Linked DNA regions of Rattus norvegicus: region 2 is linked to region 1. A link is a contact called in public Hi-C data. All regions are on one chromosome and are shown on one strand. Each heading gives the region's core, a stretch centred on a gene start, on an enhancer-like site or on the middle of the called end of the contact. The rest is flanking DNA. Distances are from core to core; before and after follow the strand shown. Region 1 has its middle 83 kb from the start of Adgrl2. Region 2 has its middle 380 kb from the start of Adgrl2.

Evidence for each region. Hi-C and Micro-C count contacts between places; a contact is called where the count stands out from the background.
Region 2: a contact with region 1 is called in a Hi-C map of the A7r5 cell line, with 1.8 times the contacts expected there. The contact joins two enhancer-like sites. A contact is called at or near these places in 6 of 12 Hi-C or Micro-C datasets (the A7r5 cell line, frontal cortex, kidney and 3 more).

The regions. Positions count from the first base shown.
Region 1 is chr2:240,576,125-240,579,614 of GRCr8, forward strand. It overlaps a transcript of Adgrl2 not described here. Among named protein-coding and RNA genes, the nearest start is that of Adgrl2, 83 kb to the left of the region's middle. Within about 2 kb of position 2,082, at least 14 of the 93 cell types and tissues checked have an H3K27ac peak or open chromatin away from gene starts, as enhancers often do. A contact at or near this core is called in the A7r5 cell line, where this site is marked.
Region 2 is chr2:240,872,098-240,875,600 of GRCr8, forward strand. It overlaps a transcript of Adgrl2 not described here. Among named protein-coding and RNA genes, the nearest start is that of Adgrl2, 380 kb to the left of the region's middle. Within about 2 kb of position 1,319, at least 3 of the 93 cell types and tissues checked have an H3K27ac peak or open chromatin away from gene starts, as enhancers often do. A contact at or near this core is called in the A7r5 cell line, where this site is marked.

The DNA.
Region 1 (3,490 bases), core at 832-3,331:
AGAGGCTATGACCATCTCTTAAACTAACACAGAGAATCACACGGGACCTCATCATATACGCGTCAAGCACATAAACGCCTATCGGTAACATAGGCTCATATCCTTGAAGAGTGAGTCACCACACTCCTAGCCTGTATCTGATTCTTACTTAATCTCCCACAAATATACTTCGGTTCCCACTTGCTGGCATTTATATCCCGTCTTAGTTTTCCCACACTGGATACAATTCATCACCAGCCAAGCCAGACCTTGTCTTGTCCTCTCCTTCGGTGTGGTCATGTGTCGCACTGTTTTTCATTATCTTTTGGTGATATCTGCTCCGTTTCCAAAATAGACCTTACAGAGGAGGTAAGCTGAGCACTTTCGAAGTACGGATAAACCTTCTTAAAGCTTAAAGCAGTCAAAATAGGAACACATATAAAATCAAGTTAAGGGCCTAGAAATATAGTACAATGGTAGAGCATTTGCGTGATATGCATAAGGCCCTAGGTTTAGACCCCAGCACCTCAAAATAGGAAAAGCCAAGAAAACTAGAACCAAATAAACCATTATGGAGCAGATGAAACTGAATGAAAGAATATATATGTAATATATATATATTATATGTATATCATATATGTGATATATGCTGGATGGATAGACAGATAGACAGTAGATGGATAGATAGACAGATGATAGATAGGTAGATGATAAATAGACAGACAGACACAGATAGATGATAAATAGATGGATAGATAGACAGAGATAGAGATAGACAGGCAGACAGACAGACACAGATGATAGATAGGTAGATGATAAATAGACAGACAGACACAGATAGATGATAAATAGATGGATAGATAGACAGAGATAGAGATAGACAGGCAGACAGACAGACACAGATGATAGATAGGTAGATGATAAATAGATGGATAGATAGACAGACAGGCAGACAGGCAGAAAGGTAGATGATATAAGGGAATGCTCACTGCTTTCTCTGTACATGGCCACAACAGAAACTTGTATGTGGACATCATACATAGTACTAGGGACTCTGTGCTGGGAGAAAAGATGAAGTGTGCATGATAAGTCACAGCAGGTTAACGGAATACAGCTCCAGTTTGTCCCTTTTCTTTCTGATACAGTTACATTTGCCTAGGCTTCCTTTCTTTATTTTTCTAGTAATAGTTCCTACAGTACATCCGGTAAATGAGTCATTTGTATTTCCCTTCTCTTTAAAGGAACTGAGCAGGAGTCGAGAAAAGGAGGAGGAAGAGGAGGAGGAAGGGGGAGAGGAGGAAGAGGAGAAAGAGGAGGAGGAGGGAGAGAAGGAAGAGGAGAAGGAGAAAGAGGAGGAGGAAGAGGAGGAAGGGGAGGAGGAGGGAGAGAAGGAGGAGGAAGAGGAGGAAGAGGGAGAGAAGGAAGAGGAGGAGGAGAAAGAGGAGGAGGAAGAGGAGGAAGGGGAGGAGGAGGGAGAGAAGGAGGAGGAAGGGGAGGAGGAGGGAGAGAAGGAGGAGGAAGAGGAGAGGAGGGGAGGAGGAGGAAGAGGAAGAGGAGGAGGAAGAAGAGGAGGGGGAGGAAGAGGAGGAGGAGGAGGAGGAGGAGGAGGAGGAGGAGGAGGGGAGCCAACTGTAATTTTAAGTAACTCCTTTGGATGGTCGGGTCAGGTGCTCTGTGACTATCACAGCACGGAGCCTTCAAGTCTGCTCTTGCACAGGCCAATCCATCAGCTGCAGCCACTGCTGCTGGCTGCCCTTTCTCTCTCAAGACACCAGCCCTAGACATACAGGCCCCTCTATTCCTTCCCTTCATTCTTTACTTCCTTCACCTAATCTAATCCCAAGTCTCCTCCAAGGACCCTCGATCTCAAACCCGGCCATCAGGCTGCTTGAAAGCATTTCATTCTCTGTATCCCATTTGTCTCCTTACAAGGCTAGCTTTCTTTCCAAATTCATTTCTTCCATTTTGTCTCTCGACTTCCTTACTACTGACATCACTGTTTGGCAAAGTCGGTGTCTTTTATTTTCGTTCTTTCAGGCCTTTCCTGCTTGATTTGGAAGAGAGCCTCTCGCTTCGGCAGGGAGGTTAAGTGGTGATCTGGCCAAAGCATTCCAGTGATGACTCCACGTTCTATATTTGCTAAGTGAGCAGCAACTCAGAATGTTGGGTTCCTGGGAAAGCAATGATTCAGTGACTTGAAAACCAGAAATGCTTTGTCTTTCGAGCTGGATGCTGGCTCCTATCTGTAATCTGCCGTTGCGTGACAGGCTGAGGCAGGGGGGATCTGAAGTCAAAGGCAAAACTGGACTAACTACATACTAAGTTCCAAGCCAGCCTCAAAACTTCAGACTCCTGTCCACAAGCAGCTACAAATTCGGCCTAGGAGTGACTGCACAGCTTATAACTGAGCACAAAATGTTCCAGCGAGCTTCACCTGCTGACCCCATCGCTCCTAATGGACATCCCCAGTCCTGCTGGATCAGATAATAACAGTTGTAACAGGAAAACACCTACTATTTGAAGTGTTAATCTGAGGACTAAATCATTGTCCGTTACAGTTACAAGTTGTCTGGAGGGTTCTATCTGGGAAGCAGTTTTGTTATATGGCCAGGGCTGACCTAGAACTGTCTACTTAGCCCAGACATCCAGGTGCTCTCAAGGGCTGTGCTCACACCATGTGACCTGTGGCATTTTTTGTTCTATTGGTAACTCTTTATGGGATGCCATTTAGAGGGAAATGCGTGCAAAACAGCAAATGCTTGGAATTATTGAACTGAATTCTATGTCCCTCAAGATCTTTACTCAGAGTGGTTTGGTTTCCAGTATGAAAGAAAAGGGCTCGATTTGAAAATGCAAATGCTTTCTTTTTTTATTTTATGTTTCTTCCTATCAGTGAGAGGAGAGGTAAAGTACTTGCTGTGAAACCTAGGGTCAGGTTCCGGAATACATACACAAGCCAAGTGTGGGGAGACACATCCCTAACGCCAGTGCAGGGAGAGGAGCCGCCCCTATGGGTTCACTGCCTAGCCAACGAGGAAGACGGTGACTTCCAGCTTCAGAGAGAGACATTAAAAAGTGGGAGATTATAGAAAAAGATAATTTATGTCAAACCTCTGATCCCAGTGCATTCACACACATCTATATAGCACACATCTACACATCATACATCTGCCTAACACATCCATATAACACACGATCTCCACAGCACACACTTCTACATAACACAGTCTACACAGCACACACACCCACATAACACACAATCTACGTAACACACAGGAAAGAAACAGATACTAAGGAAATAAAGACTAAAAGAAGAGACATCCATGTGTTGAAGAATAACCATTAATGAAAGAAATTGTTTTCTACATGCAAGTAACTAAACTATGCTTGAAAGGTTTTTTTCGGTTTTGTTTGTATTTTACCTGCTTCATTTAAAAGAATGTTTTCGTGATCAACTAACTCCAGAGGGTACACGTTCCCAAGTTTAAAAGAGAGGAGAAGTTGAACAAGC
Region 2 (3,503 bases), core at 69-2,568, 300 kb after region 1:
ACCAGGAGTCAATCCTCCCAAAAAATCAATCTCTCTCTCTCCCTCCCTCCCTCTCTCTCTCTCTCTCTCTCTCTCTCTCTCTCTCTCTCTCTCTCTTCCCTACCTCCTTCCTTCCTTCCTTTCTTTTTTTCTCCCTGAAAGAGATGGCAGACCTCTCAGTCCCCTTCTTCACCTGTAAGATACAGACACAGAATCATCTGTGCTCTGTACATCAGTTGGGGGAAAACAGGCAATGGCCAGCTCCTTACATTCTCTGCTTCCCAAAGTTAATTTATATGTTTTTTTTTTATTAAGGGCCTTAGAAGAGGCTGCTTTCCTGTAACTAAACTGCTGGTATACCTTTTCATTAAAGAATCAGGGATGACTAGTACTGCCACTTTTTCATATTGGAAAAAAAAACATAAGCCAAACTTACAGTGGGAGGACTTAGAGTGTAGTGTTAGCATTTTGAGAACAAACTAGGAAAATATCAAGTAACCAAAATTGTTAAGATAAAAGAAACGGGAGCTGTGACGATGCCACTTGGTCCGCGTCTTAAGTCAGCACTTAATGGAGTTTAGCATTCCATGAATCAGTTTGGAAGATATAAAAGAACCATATAAGGTTGCCACCATCCTATATTGCCAAGCCAGAACTGAACTACACCAACAAGACCGAAGAAGGGAATTGGAATCTTCAGTCATTTCTTAAAGTAAGGGCATGGTAACTGGAGTGGGTGGGGCTGAGGAAGGAAAGCCATCAACTCAGAGTGCAAGAGAGCTTTGTCGGGAATGAGTTGTGACTCCTATGCCACTAGCCCCCGGTGGGGGAGGGGCTTCAGCAGCAGCAGTTTCCTGAAACTCACCAAGCCCCTTCCCACCTTACAGCATTTGACTGGAAATGTGTGTCCTGGGACCCTGAAGGAGCTCTCCTCGCTGCTCTAACCACAGTGCTAAAACCCATCCTCTAGCTCCTAGCCCTTCCTCCCCCCATTTCCATGTCTTTCCCATTCTTTTCTTTTCTTCTTTTTCTTCTTTTCTCCCTTCCATTTGCCCCTTGCTGGCTGGGTCTTCTGTAGCCCAGGCTAGCCTGGCTCTACAGCAGAAGAGGCCATCAGACTGCCAGCACACCAGCCTCTATATCCAAAGGACTAAAATTGCAGGTGTGTGCCCGCCCTCCACACCCAGATCATAAGCACTGGGGGTTGAACTCGGGACTTCTTACGTGCTAAGCAAGCACTTGTTCAAACTGAGACCAATTCTCAGCCTCTTGCTTTATTTTTCTACAAGGGCTTGTTACTGCCTGGAGGTCTGTGGTCACTGGCTCAGGCTACGCCTCTGTGTTTCAGTCTGAAGGCGGGAGGCCATGTGCTTTTCGTCTTCTTGTCAGCTTCTCTCTGCTGCTACATTCACACATGTGTGTAACTGCATAATCCTTTCTATTTCATTTTATTGTTGCCAAGAAAATGATTCTGCAGAGCCCGCACTGCTTGTCAGCTTTTTCTTAATATATTTACTTTATGTATATGAGTGTTTTGTCTGCATCTCTGCCTGCGTACCGTGTGGGTCTAATGCCTGGGTAGGGCAGAATGAAGTCTCCAGTTCTTTGGGAACGGAGTTACAGACTGTTGTGAGTGTGTTTGCCTGCTAGCACTGGGAATGAATCTAGTCTTTTGAAAGAGCAGCTCTGGAAACCACTGTGTGTGTGTGTGTGTGTGTGTGTGTGTGTGTGTGTGTGTGTGTGTGTGTATGCACTATATGTGTGTGTGTGTGTGTGTGTGTGCGCGTGTATGTGTGTATTTTGAATTATAAAACCACTGTTTTATAAAGAAAGCGAGGGGGCCTCAGTAGCGCAGTTCAAGGTACAGTAGAGGGAAGTGAATACTTGAGTCTCCTCACCACAAGTTCTTCCAAGCAGCAGCCTGTGCTTTTCATAGAACATGCAACCAACTGAGAGTTCGTAGAAATCAGGCTGATTAATGATTTAGGGAGTGGAGCCATTTCTAACACCAGGGTGGGCTGGTTGTTTAGAAGGAACGCGTCTCTCCCAAAGTGACCAGATCGGACAGAACAGGACCGATGGCTCACACTGCTATGACGGAAGACACCATGACAGAAGAACAAATACAGATTCCTTTAATCAGGAGTTCTGTGGCACAGGGCTTCACTCACAAGACTCGGCGGACCAGGGAAACCAAGTTTTACAATTGGGCTTGAGAAGATTGTCAGAGGGGTAGAGCTGTGTGTCACACTTCCGAGGGGCAGGGACAGCCACTAACAGAACCATGCACAAGTCCGTGGGAAGCAGCAGAGTATAGAGAAGTGAGAATGGACGAAAGAAAATGATCAGATGCTTGGACAGAGAGGGGAGGCCAGCAAGGCTGGGCGGCTGAGAGGCCTCTTCATGTTTCTGTGACACATTCCTTCCTCCCAGGTATGGGGCAGAACCTTACTGTACAATCAGAGAATTAGGTCACGGAATTCCTCTTTGGCCGCACATAGGGTGGCGGGGGAAGGTCAGAGCGTATTTCTAGTGCTCTGACCTGCCTTGAGGGGAAGAGGCATTCTGATTTCTGTGAATTGCTTCGGGGAAGAAGCACAGAATGGTAGCCCTCAGACAGGAGGGAGGCAAAAGGCCACAGAGGGACTCTGAGCGTCTTTGAACATCTTTCTCTTTAAAGTACTCAGTGTGTGAAAGGCCTACTCACCGGGATATCCCCCCTGTGAGCCCCAATCCTGTTCTCCTAACCTTGTGACTTATTGACACCTCTGTAGTTCTCTTTGCAGTTTATCCCAAAGCAGAAAATGTTTACGGACACACAAGTTTCTCCTGGAAAGAGAAGGTGACAGTAGGTGCCAGGAGACGCGCAGTGAGCTACTGTTTCCCACGATGATTCACTGAGAAAAGACACAACACAGAAGAAGGCTTGTAGACCAAGCAGCCTGACTGCCAACTGCATCGGGTCACTCCAGAAAGGACTGCTTTGAGTAAGCTTTATGAAGAATTCACAGATATATTAGACATATTTCTAATTTTGGAGCTCTTATGGGGGTGACTCAGATCCTTTTTATTTTATTTTTATAATTTCCTTGAAAACTTTTCTCTGTCTCTCTGTCTCTGTCTCTCTCTCTCTGTCTGTATGTCTGTCTCTGTTTCTGTGTGTCTCTGTGTGTCTCTGTCTCTGTCTCTCTCTCTCTCTGTGTGTGTGTGTGTGTGTGTGTGTGTGTGTGTGTGTGTGTGTGTGTGTTGGGTATGAGCCACAGTGTCCTTGTGGAAATATAACTTGTGTAAGATCAGTTTTCTCTTTCTGCCCTATGACATTCTGGGTTTGAACTCAGGCTGTCAGGCTTGGCAGCGAGTGCTTTTAGCGAGTGCCTTTGCCAGCTCACCCACTTCTCCGGCTCCTTTTTGTTCTTTTGAGACAGAGTCTCATACCTGGAATATACTGTGTACCCAGAAGTGACTTCGGACTCCTCATCTTCATGCTTTGGCCTCCTGAGCACTAGGACTACATGTGTGTATGT